Linked DNA regions of Mus musculus: regions 2, 3, 4 and 5 are each linked to region 1. The links are chromatin contacts, called in public promoter capture Hi-C maps. All regions are on one chromosome and are shown on one strand. Each heading gives the region's core, a stretch centred on a gene start, on an enhancer-like site or on the middle of the called end of the contact. The rest is flanking DNA. Distances are from core to core; before and after follow the strand shown.

What was found. Promoter capture Hi-C pulls out the DNA fragments that hold promoters and counts their contacts.
Region 2: a promoter capture Hi-C map of pre-B cells shows a contact between it and region 1, with 3 times the contacts expected there. The contact joins the promoter of Ppat here to the promoter of Dancr in region 1. A contact is called at or near these places in 2 of 39 promoter capture datasets (the C10 cell line and pre-B cells).
Region 3: a promoter capture Hi-C map of pre-B cells shows a contact between it and region 1, with 5 times the contacts expected there. The contact joins the promoter of Exoc1 here to the promoter of Dancr in region 1. A contact is called at or near these places in 1 of 39 promoter capture datasets (pre-B cells) and 1 of 115 datasets of contacts at active chromatin or transcription factors (astrocytes).
Region 4: a contact with region 1 is called in a promoter capture Hi-C map of pre-B cells, with 4 times the contacts expected there. The contact joins the promoter of Srd5a3 here to the promoter of Dancr in region 1. A contact is called at or near these places in 4 of 39 promoter capture datasets (the C10 cell line, hippocampal neurons, liver and 1 more), 2 of 115 datasets of contacts at active chromatin or transcription factors (astrocytes and embryonic forebrain) and 1 of 9 other capture datasets (adipose tissue).
Region 5: a promoter capture Hi-C map of pre-B cells shows a contact between it and region 1, with 4 times the contacts expected there. The contact joins the promoter of Aasdh here to the promoter of Dancr in region 1. A contact is called at or near these places in 1 of 39 promoter capture datasets (pre-B cells) and 1 of 9 other capture datasets (liver).

What each region holds. Positions count from the first base shown.
Region 1 is chr5:74,091,698-74,094,397 of GRCm38.p6, reverse strand. Dancr (differentiation antagonizing non-protein coding RNA) reads right to left here and starts at 1,338. Exons shown (of 1, transcript NR_145133.1): 1 at 61-1,338. Snora26 (small nucleolar RNA, H/ACA box 26) reads right to left here and starts at 868; the gene lies at 748-868.
Region 2 is chr5:76,950,211-76,952,910 of GRCm38.p6, reverse strand. Ppat (phosphoribosyl pyrophosphate amidotransferase) reads left to right here and starts at 1,333. Exons shown (of 11, transcript NM_172146.2): 1 at 1,333-1,954. The coding sequence starts at 1,827. It overlaps Paics (phosphoribosylaminoimidazole carboxylase, phosphoribosylaminoribosylaminoimidazole, succinocarboxamide synthetase), which reads right to left and starts at 1,609. Exons shown (of 9, transcript NM_025939.3): 1 at 1,076-1,609. The coding sequence starts at 1,091. It overlaps LOC115486295 (a long non-coding RNA gene), which reads left to right and starts at 1,961. Exons shown (of 2, transcript XR_003955939.1): 1 at 1,961-2,700.
Region 3 is chr5:76,528,046-76,530,745 of GRCm38.p6, reverse strand. Exoc1 (exocyst complex component 1) reads right to left here and starts at 1,435. Exons shown (of 19, transcript NM_001289770.1): 1 at 1,284-1,435.
Region 4 is chr5:76,138,998-76,141,697 of GRCm38.p6, reverse strand. Srd5a3 (steroid 5 alpha-reductase 3) reads right to left here and starts at 1,425. Exons shown (of 6, transcript NM_020611.4): 1 at 1,150-1,425. The coding sequence starts at 1,370.
Region 5 is chr5:76,904,096-76,906,795 of GRCm38.p6, reverse strand. Aasdh (aminoadipate-semialdehyde dehydrogenase) reads left to right here and starts at 1,320. Exons shown (of 16, transcript NM_173765.4): 1 at 1,320-1,373; 2 at 2,416-2,587.

The DNA of each region.
Region 1 (2,700 bases), core at 89-2,588:
GCTCCAAGTGGTTCTGACCCCCCCCCCCCTCCCCAGTAATAAGAACAAGTGAACAAGCCATAGAATTGACACAGGAAGCCTTTATTAAAGATTATGGAAAATTACTCATAGGCAACAATATACAGGTTAACACACCTCAATTGCTAGCACGTGACTGGTTACTAGCAAAGAACTTGTCCTAACGAAGTCCAGATACATTCTAATGATCTAGCATGAAATCTTTGCATCTTTAAAACGGCGAGCATGTCATAGCCATGCAGATCTGATTCTAGGGCAGTGGGACATGAAGAAGGGGTGGGGCAGGATCCTAGTACATTGATTAAAATCTTTAGCAAACTACCTTCAGGGTAATCAGTTACAAGGCCATTCAAGGAAACTCACATGGCCCTCACTTCACCTATTTCAGCTTCGATACTAATCCTAAAGTGGAATACAGGCAAACCTGGTCACTACATGCAAGAGTACTTCACCTTGGAGCCATTCAGTCACGGGTTTCTTGTAGTTTTCAACCTATGAAAGAATAAAAATGTTTCACATAAGTGGAACATACTCAACTATATCCTTTCCAGCTGACCTAAAATCTCACTTCTAGAAAAGCAAATGTATTCTTGTCTTCTGAACTTTCTCCTCCAACCAAATTAAACCAGGTAGGCTACGTTTTCTTTTCTTTAAAATCCTATATCACTACCTAGCAATCGCCAGAACCTAAAATGCGCACATTCAAGTTTTAAATGAAGCTTTTGGTTCATTTGTGACTCCAGACAGGATCCAAAGAGGAGGTGTAGTTTTCCTCTCTGGGTTTTATGGAGAGTTCCTTTACCCTTCTGTGTTAGCCTCTTAAAGTACTGCGACAACCTTAAAAGGGCACAGGAAAGGGCGACTGGGGAGGCCCGGCGCAGCTCAACAAAGACAGGCCTGGAACCTCCGTCTTCTCGGCCACGTGGCCAGGGCCTGCCTCCGATCAATGCCGGGACGTACCTGCGCTTGTGTCCGAGGCAGCAGCACGGCTGGGCAGTGGGGACCGGCTCGGGTGGATCGGCCTGCAGAGGGAAAGGGCGGTGGTCAGGGTGCCCGGGTCGGACGGCACAGAGGACTTTGTGTCTCGCGCAGCCCCGGGCTGGACACTGCCGCCCGCCCCGCGGGCCGCTGAGAACTGCTCTACCCCTCCGTTCTGGCCGCCGGGAGCAGCTGAGCTCGGGGCGGGCAAAGCTCGAGGGGACACGGGGACATCCTGACACCCTCCCACGAGGACACTCACCACCAAGGCCGGGACCGAAAGACCGAGCCGCTGCGCGCTGCGTTAATACAGCCATCCGGGAGAGGGGCGGAGCTGCCCCCCCCCCCCGAGACCTGCAACCAATCAGAGGGCCGCTTGGAGGGGGCAGAACAGGAAAAGGAGAGCAGCCAATCGTCAGAAGGATTGTAGGCGTGGCTGGTATGGGAAGCCAATCGTCGGGACGTTTCGGACCCGGTAGGGTGGGGCCGTTGACTTCCAGCAGCAGGTTCTCCACCCACTGCGGTGTTGGAAGCGTTGAGGCTGTGCTCAGTGGAAACCTTCCTTTCCTGAAGCTATGCCGGTGCTAGGTGTGTTCCGACTTAGATCCCTTCTTGTTCAGCTAGTTCACTCCCAGGGCCCCTCCTTAACCCTGAGAGGAGCTGCCTTTTTCTGTGTTCCTGGAGAGTAATATCAAGGAGAAATGTTGCTGGAGATGTGAGGCAGTTAGTTCTCAACAGAGCTCTACCACAGAGCTACCTCCTCAGCCCGTACCATTAATTTTGAGTCAGAGTCTCTCTTAGGTGCCCACACTGCTTTCTAACTTACTGTGTAGCTAGTTCAGGGTATTCATCAAACTTGTTATCCTCAGTGCTACGTGCTAGGATTGCTGGCATGCATGCCACTCTCCACCTAGGCTATACCTTTGTCTTGTTTTTAGTGGTCCTGGGTTAAAAGTAGAGCCTGGCGTCTCAGATCCCAAACCCTTTTATTACTTTGAAACTAGGTCTCACTAAATTTCCCAGACAAGACTGGAACTTTCCGTCCTTCTGCCTCAGCTTCCTGAGTAGAAGGGACGACAAATTTTCACCACCAGGCCTGGATATGTGCTTAACTTATTTTAATGAGAATTTCCACGGTCTGAGATGATTTTATTGGCAAGGTTTTTAAAATAATAATAATAATAATAATAATAATAATAAAATTATTTTTTTAATTTGAAGAAATTAAATTTCCAAACTTATATTAAAACTAAAAATGTTCAAAGAGCCACGTGCCTGCGTTCTTCTCTCGGCTAAAAGCCAGCCATTCATTCCAGACCTGGCGCATCTATCGTCTTGGTCTGTTGGGGGAGGGGGGGTATTTTAAAGCAAATCTCAAGCTTGGTTTGTTTCACCTCTTAATATTTCAGTATTTATTTCAAAAGAAAAGAGGCCATCTTGCCTGAGGACAATGCCAATGTGATTGCTAGAATAAACAGCCGCTCCAAGTTCACAGCAAGACTATTCTGATACAATGTTACTTTACAATGAGTTCGTTTGAATAAGGACTCTAAGTCTATTCATCATGCTCGCCTGTGTTTCTTTACAGCCACTTTTAGTCTAGATAAAAAAAATGATGACCTGCTTTGTCAACTTGCTTTGACTTTTTAGATAACTTTTTGAGATTGAACCCAAGTGTTATAGGTCACCCTTTTAAGTGTACAA
Region 2 (2,700 bases), core at 84-2,583, 2.9 Mb before region 1:
GTCAATACTTGATCCAAATTCAGTTCACAGCAGTTACACTGGGTGGCTCATGTGTACTCCTGCTTCAAGACAGGCCCTGGCTTCTGTGCATCTGTACTCAAGTGCACACAACCACGGATACAAAACCAACAAAGTAAAATAGAAGCCAGAGAGATTGCTCAGCAATTAAGAACACTCCGATGTTTTACAGTGCACCCAGGTCCAGTTCCCAGAATCTATAGGGTAGTTTACAGCCATTCAAAATTAAACTATAGATATGAACACCTTCTTCGGACCCTTGTCAGCACAGGGCCACATCAGATGTGGGGAAGAGGTTAGATTCTAAGATTTTTACTAGTTTAGAAGTACTGGCGCTGTGGATTGTCTCAGAAAAAGTCTGGCCCTAATTCCCAATTTTATGGAGCTGTACTACCTATAAACTTCAGGGTGGTTTTCATAGGTGGGAAAGAATGTTGGAGTGCCCACAGGATCTGCTTCCTTATTAATCTAGAAACTTGTGTTGTTCCAAGACAGTGTTTTGTTAGTGGATAAAGTAACTTTGCACTCTCCACACCCATATCCTAAGGGTGTTACTAGCCCACGCCCACAATCCCAAATTCCAGGGATTGCAAAGAAGCATCTGATCAAAAAATTTTGGACCTGTTTTCAAACACTTTAAACTACGAAACTTGCAGTAAAGGAGATTATTGGCATATTAACTTTACCAGAATAAACAAAAACCCTGATAGATTTTCTTGGTTGTTTATCTGCTTATTACAAGGTTTCTAGGCACTTGGTTAGTTTCTGGCCATTTCACCTTCAGAGTACTTTCCCACTCTGCTACTTTCCTTCCCGTCCCGGGGCCTTCTTTTGGCTATTTAAATAGGCTCTGGGTGCTTAAGAGTTTAACGCACGTCTTCCAGCGCCTGGACCATGTGTGCAGGCTCCGGGCCCCAGGCGCCGTCTTGGGGAACCCGATCAGGCACTTTGTCGGAAGGCCTGCATCCGACCTCGGGGCCGCACGTGTATGCGTCAAGCCTGCTAGCTCTCTGACGGAGGGCTGGGGGACCCTAGGGTCCGAAAGCAAGTTACTCACCTACGGCTGTCGCCATTATCCGAGGTGAACTAGAGGAGCAGACCGCGCGGGAAAAAAGGGCAGTGTTCTGGAAAACAAGGGCGACCACAGGATCAGAGGGCGGGAAAGGGAGGTGCAATATCAAGGACACGCCCTAGCCCCACAGCCCACCGGCGAACCCGAAGTACCGGGCTGGCTGTGCTTGGGGCTGGAGTCGTGTCCCCAGGCTTCCCGCCGCGCAGGCGCGCTGACGCGACCCCGCTTCCGGGCGGCCCCTCCCCGCAGGCAGCCAAAAAGTGGCGCGCATGCTGCAAGGCCCCCGCTGGCCGGAGAGGTTTCTGGGTTGGAGCGGACCAAGTCCTGACGGCCGGGGGACGGCGTGAGACCAGGGGGCACGAACGGCTCAGGTTTTCTGAGGGACCCACGCGATCAGCTGCGCCACTCTCATCACCTACTCCTTGGGCGCGGGAAAATAACGGAGCCTCCCACGTGCAGAGAAAGTAGCGATCCTGACCTCGGCCTCCTCCCCACCTCTTTGACTCCGTAGCCCCGCCCCTCTCTTTGCCCTAGCTGATTGGCGGAGAGCGGGAGGCAGAACTGGTCACGCCCCTTCTATGAAGCGCGCCGCCGCAGTAGCGAGAACCTAGCCCGCCCGGGAAGGAGGCAGTCAGTAGCGCGAGCCTCTTGAGGCGTTCGATAGCGGAGCGGACAGCTGGTTGGTGCTTGGACCACGCCGCGGCAGCAGGTCCCTCCACGTGCTTTCCGAGGCGCCATGGAGCTGGAGGAGTTGGGGATCCGCGAGGAATGTGGTGTGTTTGGGTGCATCGCTTCTGGAGACTGGCCCACGCAGCTAGATGTGCCGCATGTGATCACTCTGGGACTCGTGGGGCTACAGCACCGGTGAGCAACAGGATGGAGGGGTGGGGGTGGAATGGCAAGTATTTGCACAGTTCCACGAGCCGCTTCCCAGCTCTGTGCTACGGGGAACGCAAGACAATGAGGGTGGATCATGACTGGGAAGGGGGGATCAGGGCTAGGAGGGTGAATCTCGAGAATCAAGTCAAGTACCTACTCAGGATATTGACCAAGTGGGGGTGGGGTACACTTTGCCTGCATAGACTTTAACTTAGGCTGTCGCGTTGCTCCCGAGTGCTCTTTACAGGTTAGCTCCCAAGAATGTGCATCTCTCGTCGCGGGTTAGTTACTCTGGAGTTTGCTTTCACTAGCCAGGTTGGGAAGGGACCGTTCAGATCTCCTTGAAACTAGAACTGTTCTAGAGATAAGCTTCTGTAGGGTGGTGGTGCTGAAGGTCCTGCAACACTTGAAGGTTTTTCTATTTGTTGTTGTTTTGCACGGGGCCTCCTGCTTGCAAGAGCTTTGTTTGCAAGGGCAGAGCTACTGAGCAGATTTGTCAGCCTGAAAGCAGTTAGAGGTTTGGAGATCGTGAGTTTAAAAGTAGTTATAGCTATGAGAAATTGGGAGATGCCTTTGGGGCAAACAAAGAAAAAAAGACCTTTGCCTCCATAATTTGTTTCTTGACTTCACTGACAGTATTATGGAAATAATACAAACTAGGGTTTTGTCTCTCTTCAAAAACTATTCTATCACGGAGTTTTACAATACAGTAGCAACAATGTCTAGACCAG
Region 3 (2,700 bases), core at 186-2,685, 2.4 Mb before region 1:
GCAACCCAGCTTTCTCAAGACATGCCTTGCACTCAGAACACTCTGTTCTTTCTTTGCTTAAGCACTTTCCCATGCAGGGCATACCACTATCTTTTCCTTATTCAAACCTACATTTCTCCATTTGTATTTAGTTGACTCAATGAAAGTCTCAATCCACACGGCTCTTTTCATGTAAATGTATAGAGCCCTTACTGTATTTACGAGGCAAATGCTTGCTATCTAATGGGGACATGAGTGTCATCTCCTAGATCTCCACAGCCATCTCTTGAGTAGTAGGAGGAGGAGGGGTGCTCTATCACAGGTTTGTGTGTTGGGTACTCACTAACAAGCTCTTGGCGTAACCTGCTTGATTGCAATAGTAAAAGCTGGCCAAAAGAACCATTAGCAATGGCCAATATTCACCATAGTACATGGTAAACGGTAAAAACAGCAGAGGGCTGGTCATAACTCATGAAGGAATTAGACATAAGCATTGCTACTATATTGCTATATTATATTGCTAATATAAATATTGCTATTCACTAAGTGCCAGGCAGCACTCTGGGGTATAATGGAGAATCTTTAAGACATGAACGGGTTGACGTAGCATTGTGATAGTCAGTCTTCTTTGGATCTAGAGATGAATTCTCCAGTGTTTATACTGAACTTTACATTATGCCAGTATTATTAATAGTGGCCTTCACAACTATTTCCCAGGTCTAAAAACCACGCCCATATTCTGGGTTCTCTTTAGATCTTCGCCTTCTAAAACCTCAAGGCTGCCCGTTACAGAGGCAGCTAACCTCGGTTCATTGTGTACATACATACTTCCTTCAGCTTAATAGGGCCATCGTTACACTGTGTGTCCATGCTAGTGCCTTAGTGGGTTGGGCCCATGTACTGCAGTGACATCTCAACTCGGAGACATGTCATCCAGAAAAAAAAACTGTTCAGAGGCTGGGCAATGCACTTAGAAGATTTATAAGGACATGTTATATTGATTCGGACCAGCAGAAGCCCAGGTCACGTCTTTCTCTTCCAGGCCACGCTAGTAGGACAAAAATGAAATCTGTCCCGGATGGGCGGAACTGTGGACAGAGACTTGGCTGCCTCCCGGCTCCGCCTTTTCCCAGAGCCCCGGACAGCACCGGCTAAGGAAGGACGCAGCCCGGGTTCTGCAGCCCCGAAGTGGAGCAGGGTGGGTGGGCCGGGTCACTGGGGAGTGGCCGACCCGGCGCGGATGCAACACTGCCTCCACTTAGGCTACCACCTCCAAGACCGCAGGTCCCCGGCCGGAAGCTTACCGCGAGGCCAGCCGGCCGGCCGAGGTTGGTGCTCCAAGACGGACTCAGGAAGGGCGCCGGCAGCAATAGCAGCTTTGAAGCACTTTTCATTGAACAGGGAAAAGCAGCGGCCAGAACCCGCCACTTCCCGTATCCGGTCACGTGTCTCTCTGCACCGGAAGTTGACCCTGTGGAGCCGGAAATGGAGACAGTAGAGGAAAAACAGATTGGCCAATGGACTTGGAGGAGGCGGAACAGCGCTTTGATGGATGGGGCAGAGGCGGACTGTGGGCGTGGAAAAGACAGGGGCGGGGCTTGCAAGCACATAGGCCAGTGATTCTCAACCTGCGGGTCAAACGACCCCTTCCTTCATAGTGGTCATATAGCAGATATCCAATATATCAGATATTTGCATTACAATTGATAACAGTAGCAAAATTACAGTTTTAAAGTAGAAATTAAATAATTTAATAGTTGGGACCCACTGCAACATGAGGAAAGGTATTAAAAGGTTGCAGCATTAGGAATGTTGAGAACTGTTAGCATAGGCTGATTTGAGGAGTTGATAATGGTGATGTTTCCTTTTTGTAGACGTACCCATTCTAATATTTGTAGCAACTCATTTGAGAGCGCATTAAATGTTCTCTCCTGTGCATATGTAAAACCCTGCTAACTAGATTCTTGGAAGAACTTTAGTGAGTTAAGTCAGATTCTCTGGGATAGATGTCACTAGTACCCTTAAGTTCTGGACACTTAATTCCCATAAACAGCTTTGGTCATTTACCCACTTCATACTCTACCCTGACTGCACAGACCTTCTTCTTGGGTGTTTTTTTAGAAACTTCACCCATGCCACCTCACATCAGATACTGAAATAGAATCTTTGTTTTAAAGGTGATGCTTGCTTGTTTCAGTGTGAGAAACATAAATGATGCCGAGAGTTCGAGCTATAAGACAAGTGATTCATTTAGGCCGCATCCCTGGCAGGGATTGAGTGCTGCAAATTTTGATTTCCAGGTTAAAAAATAAAAATTAAAAAAAGCCATTCAATTTTTTTATACTGAAGGAGTTCGCAATGAGGTAGGACTAGAAAAGGTGATTGCGAAGTTAGGATAACATACTCTACCAGGATGGTTTTCTTTCTTCTTTTTTTCTTTGCTGTTTTTTTTCCATTTATTTATTTACTTTGCATGTGGATCTTAGCCTACCCCTCCTTCCAATTCTCACCCTCCTTCCCAGCCTCTCCCTCATTCTCTGCTTCCCTTCTCTTCTGAGAAGGGGTGGGGTGGAGACCTTCTTGGATACCAACCCACCCTGTGACATCAAGTCACTGCAGGACTAGGCACATAGGATGAATTTTTTGTTGTTGTTGTTGTTTTGTTTTTCGAGACAGGGTTTCTCTGTGTAGCCCTGGCTGTCCTGGAGCTCACTTTGTAGA
Region 4 (2,700 bases), core at 176-2,675, 2.0 Mb before region 1:
AAGAAGGAAAGAATAATTATTTCACAATACTGTTAAGAATTAGAAGAAGCCCAGAGTACCAAGTGTTACCGGGATGAATACAGGGAAGGCCCACCTCTTTCTTGGCTGTCACACAAAGGCAGACTTGAGTGTAGCAGCTGAGGAGTCCCATCCAGAGAGACTGAGTATAAGTGATTTTTAAGTGTGCTTTGAACTCTGGGGACACTAGAACCTCTCTCAAAAGTCAGAAAATAAATTGCTATATAGCATAAGGGATATAGGCCAATCAAACCCGAGGATAAGAGGACGGTAGGATGGTCTTAAAATTGGGCCTCTAAGGAAGAGTTCTTCCGGGTCTTAATCTCTTTACCATTCATTCTTCACAATGACATGGTACTCTGCTCTCACACTAACCCCCTGAAAGACCCCCTCCAACAGTCAGGACATAGCTGGGGCCAGTTGATAGCCCCACCGCCATCTGCAGAGGTGGGCAACGGCTACAGATTTCTAAAGCAATCTAGATGAATCCGTCAGAACCCATCACATTCCTTCCAATTCAATTCTAAATGCAAATGCGTGATGAATTTCATAAAAAAAAATGACACAGCTTTATTATCTAGAATACTGTGTTAAGATGACTTCTCCATCTACATACTGAATTCATCGTGGAGTTAAAAAAAAAAAAAAAAGAAAGAAAGAAAGAAAAGGAAAGGAAAGCCATGTGGCGGGTCTCACATATTCTCAGCGGAGTCCATATGTACCCCGGAAGATTTTAGTATTTCACAACTTGGTTACTGAGCCTTCCGGGATGGGTTGGGGCAGGGCATACTGGGCTAGTTTGCCAGAGCACCTGTGGAGATGCAGGTTAGTGATGTCTGCACAGCCCCAGGGGAGCACACTCTGGACTTCTTTCTTGACTGTGACAGATCGGGCTGAGAACTGCGGAAATCGAGGAAGAACTTGCCTCCAAGTCCATGAATTTCCACGACCTCAAGTTCTGGGGAGGGGAAGCGGAAAACTGGGGGTAAAGAAGTCAGGGCGGCTCCCTGGGGGCCGGGCCAACTTGAGATGCTCTGTCATTTCCGGGGACGGCTCGGGGACAGCCCCTGGCTCACGTGCCTGCGCCGCCTCTGTTGCCCCCTGCCGGGCGCGCCCCGCCACCGACGTTACCTCTTGGGGACATCGAAGGCCCTGCAGACGGCGGGGCGCCGCGAGCCGGACTGCTTGGTCTTCCCGTAGCGGAGCAGGTCCTGGAAGAGCGCGCAGCTCGGCAGCAGCCTGGCGGGCGCCAGCTGCAGCAGCAGCGCGAACAGGAAGGCGGCGGCCAGCGCCAGCCACAGCGTCCGCAGGGGGTTCAGGGCCGAGAGCTCAAACCCGGCCCACCCAGCCATAGCCCGGGAGCCGGCTACAGATGCGCGCCGCCGCGCCGCCCTCCTTCTCTCACCCCCTCCCTCCCTCCCGCCTCGGCGGCGCGCTTGGCGGTGACGCGGCTCCTGGGCGGGACGCGCGGCCCCGCCCCTGGCTAGGCGCTCAGGAGCTGGGTTGTGCTCCTGCTCACCTGGTTTGAGCAGGCTGCGCTTTAGACTTGTACTGCCTCTAATCTAATTCCGAGATGCAACTCCAACTTGAAGTTCTGCAGGAGCATGCGAGACCACGTGCTACAGTCCAAGTCTTGTAGAGATACGTTACACCTATTTATTAAGTGGAGTGGAGCTATGCCAAGAGGTGTGGGTGGGAGCCCAAGACAGCTTGGGGGGAATTGGTTCTCTCCTTCCACCATGTGGCGCTTCGGGGATCCTATTCTAGAGGTCAGGTTCTCACCAGCCTGTGTAAGTTTCTATAAACTTTGACTGCGGGATTACTGCTGCGAAAAAGTGTGAAGAGAAATTTTGGTTGAAGTACAGGCTGAATTCTTGGCTGGGTCCCTAGAGGGGGCCCCCAGGAGTCAAGATGCGAAGGATCTTAATACCACGCTGGTCTACCAGAAGCACCAGATTCATTAGCATACTCCAGATGGGGATCGCTGTAAATTCAGGGATGACCTCTGGAAAGACCTCGGTGAGGGAATTCTACACTTTGTCAACTGTAGGCTGGAGCTGCTCCGGCAAACTCTGGATTTTGGAGTGGAAAAGCAGAGTAATGCCCTCAATGGACCTACGTTTTTCACCCATCTGCTCCATGGACAAAGTGTTTAACTAGCTGTGTCTGCTGCCTTTATGGCTAGGAATGAAAAGATTTGGAAGACCTTTATGCACTCATTGGCTCGAGTCCATGGGGCAGTGGGGGTGAGGGGGAAGGCAAGGTATGAGACAGCAAATCTCCAAAAACCTCCCTCCACGGATCTGGCTCAGATGCTGTCTTTCAGGCATCAGTGGAAAACACCATCACGTGTTAGATGAAGGCCTGGTTCCCTGTTGACAGCTGCTTAGTGGTATTTCAGGCTATCGGGTCCTTGAGTAATGCAGGCTACTCAGAAAGGAGGAAGCAAATGGGATCCAATTGTGTACCCCTATAATACAAGTCTTTATCACAGCCTTGCTTTCAACAGAAAAATGACTACACCCCTAAATCTGCCTTGATGCGTTTAGCCAAATTATGGTACACTCCCATTTTCTCTCTTAAAAAAAAAAAAGAAAAGATTACAGAGTGGGGGAAAAAAAGAATACTTTTATTTATAGATTGTATGTGTGTGTGTATGTGTGACTGGCCCATCCATGTCAA
Region 5 (2,700 bases), core at 71-2,570, 2.8 Mb before region 1:
AATGTGGTTTTCAAACAGGTATTTCCTGCACTGTTTGGAGGGACAGATGAGAAGGCAGATCTGATTCCATGACAGGCTTCAAATTAGCAGTTTAGGAGACTAGGCCTAAGGTCAGGCAAATCAGTTACTAGAAGAAGAAGAAAAAAAAAGGCTTCAGGCAGTTAGTCAGAACTGCCCTGATATCTGAGACTGCCTGGCCACCTAGCCTGAGGTAAGGACAATGGGTCAGCAACAGTTTCCAGACTTCCTCTACAAAGATTTCTAGACTTCCCAGTAACAATGCCTAGAGATAAGTAAGATAAAGCTCTCCTACCCTGGAATTCCAATGTGCTTTCAATGGAGCCTGCGAGCTCATTTGCTTTTACTCTGTGTCTTTGTAATGGGGACGACCCCACCATGCTGAGCTACAGAATAAAACACACTTTGTGTTTACATACTATTTGAGTCCAGGGTGTCATTCTTCATGGACCCTTACAAGCTTCTGTTTTCCAGCAGATAAGGACACACTCCTTTGTTTTTTAAGGCACTGTATGTAGATAGTGCTTAGCCACTTCCACCTCTCCCCCCAACAGGAACCAAGACAAAAATCCCATCTTTCCTCTCTGCGAGGGCACAGTAACTCACCACAGTGGTGACCCTTCCCATTTATTGTAATAATTGTGCCATCGGAAAAACACACATCCAGGCATACAGTGGCTTTAGGGACTGCTGTTGACCTCAGACAGGCCTGGGTTTCCTCATAGGGAAGTGTTGTAAATAGCTGCAAACGCCAGTTAGGAGTTTCATTCTGACAGGGGGCTTCCCTGGCATACTTCACCGCTGCCATGACGGTCGCAACCAATCTTGAGTATGTTCCCAGAAGGTGTGGAGGGGATAAGCCAAATTTACTCGCCAATTAGGCGGTGATTACTTCACTTCAGCCTTTGGGATATTTCTACCCGCACTTTAAGGAACGAGGAGACTCCGGGTCTCGGAGATATGGCTCTGCTGTCAAGGAAGCTCACTGGCCATCCAGAGGTCCCTTCTAGGTCTCCAGCACCCATGTGGTGGCTCACAACCACCTGGGACTATGCTCCAGGGAATCATCGGCCCCTGCAGGCACACGGAACACTCAAATTCACGCAGACGCACAGGCATGTTGCCTGAAGCGTCACCTTCAGCGGCAGGGCTGAATCCGCACGGACCAAACCCGTTGGGCCAAACGCGGCGGAGACCTGTGCGCCACGTCTGGGCGGAGCCCCGTAGGCGAGAGCCCGCCCCCCGACGCTGGAGTGACGTCACGGGCGCCCGAAGATGACGCAGAGGTCCGTTTTACGGCTGCTGAGCGTCTGCGGCTGGGCTAGGAAGTGCACGCCACGCGCTGTCGTGAGAAGGTGGGGCGGGAGAGCGCGGGCGACCCGGGGAGACTTTGTGAGCTGCCGGACCCCAGCTTGGAGCGGCTGTGTGGGTCACCTCGGTCACCTGCTGCGCCACCTCTTAGCGTGGTTCCGAGAGCCAACGAGAGGCTTTTGTGATTGTAATTAAGGTGGCTGCGTGAGAAGTATAAGATGCAGACGGATAATTTACCTATATATATAATGCCCAGTATAGGGAGAACCCTTAAGATCAGGATCTGTTGGTGATTAAATGGCTTTATTTACAGTTGTACATTACCGAGCTGCTAATCTTAAGGCTATAACACGAAATTTGCTTGCTAGGTCATCCCTTTTCATGGCTCACTTGTTTTTCTTTCCTTTTCTTTTTTTTTTTTTTAATTTAAAATTGTGCGTGTGTGCGCGTGCAGCATGGTGAAGAAACAAAAAGGACCTTTCGGAAGTGGGTTCTCTCCTTCCATTATGTGAGTCCCGTGATCACACTTAGGTTTTCTGGTGTGATGGCAAGTTAGTTTCTCCACTGACCCATCTCGATGGCCCAAGTCAGTCTGAAGGGAGGGGAGGGGGACAAAGACAGGGACAGAGACATAAAATTCAATGGCTGACATGAATATCTGGACAAGACTGAATTTTGCCACTGGGAGCTTTTAAATTCAAAGTAGAAAAACTCCTTAATTATAGATTTTGTGTGGTGAGTTTTGTAGCTAGTTATAAAAATGACATTTTAAGAACTAAGTTATAGCCGGGCGTGTTGGCGCACGCCTTTGATCCCAGCACTCAGGAGGCAGAGGCAAGCAGATTTCTGAGTTCGAGGCCAGCCTGATCTACAAAGTGAGTTCCAGGACAGCAAGGGCTACAGAGAAACCCTGTCTCGAAAAAACAAAACAAACAAAAAAAACCTAAGTTATAGTCTTGTTATTCTACTGCTGTGAATTATGTTAGTAGATTATATTTTCTTGTGAGAAAATAGCAGTTACACGTGCTTGCTTTTTAGAGAAAAGGCAGCTTTTAAACAGACTTTTTTTTTTTTTTTTAATTTTAGGTATAGCAGTGTTTTACCTGCATGTATGTAAGTGCACCATGTTCGTGCCTGGTGTCTTCAAAGGCTGTGGGATCAGCCAGAACTGGAACTATGGACTGTATTGAGCTCCCCAGTTGGGTGCTGGTATGGAATCTGTGTCTTCTGAAAGAACAAGGACGGTTTAACTCCTGAGGTACATCCCCAGGTTCAAACTAGATTTTTGTAAAAATATGTATAATACATTAATGTGGAAAATTGGGCGCTTAACAAAATTTATTTGGGTATTCTGTGGTCTTCTGTAGGCAA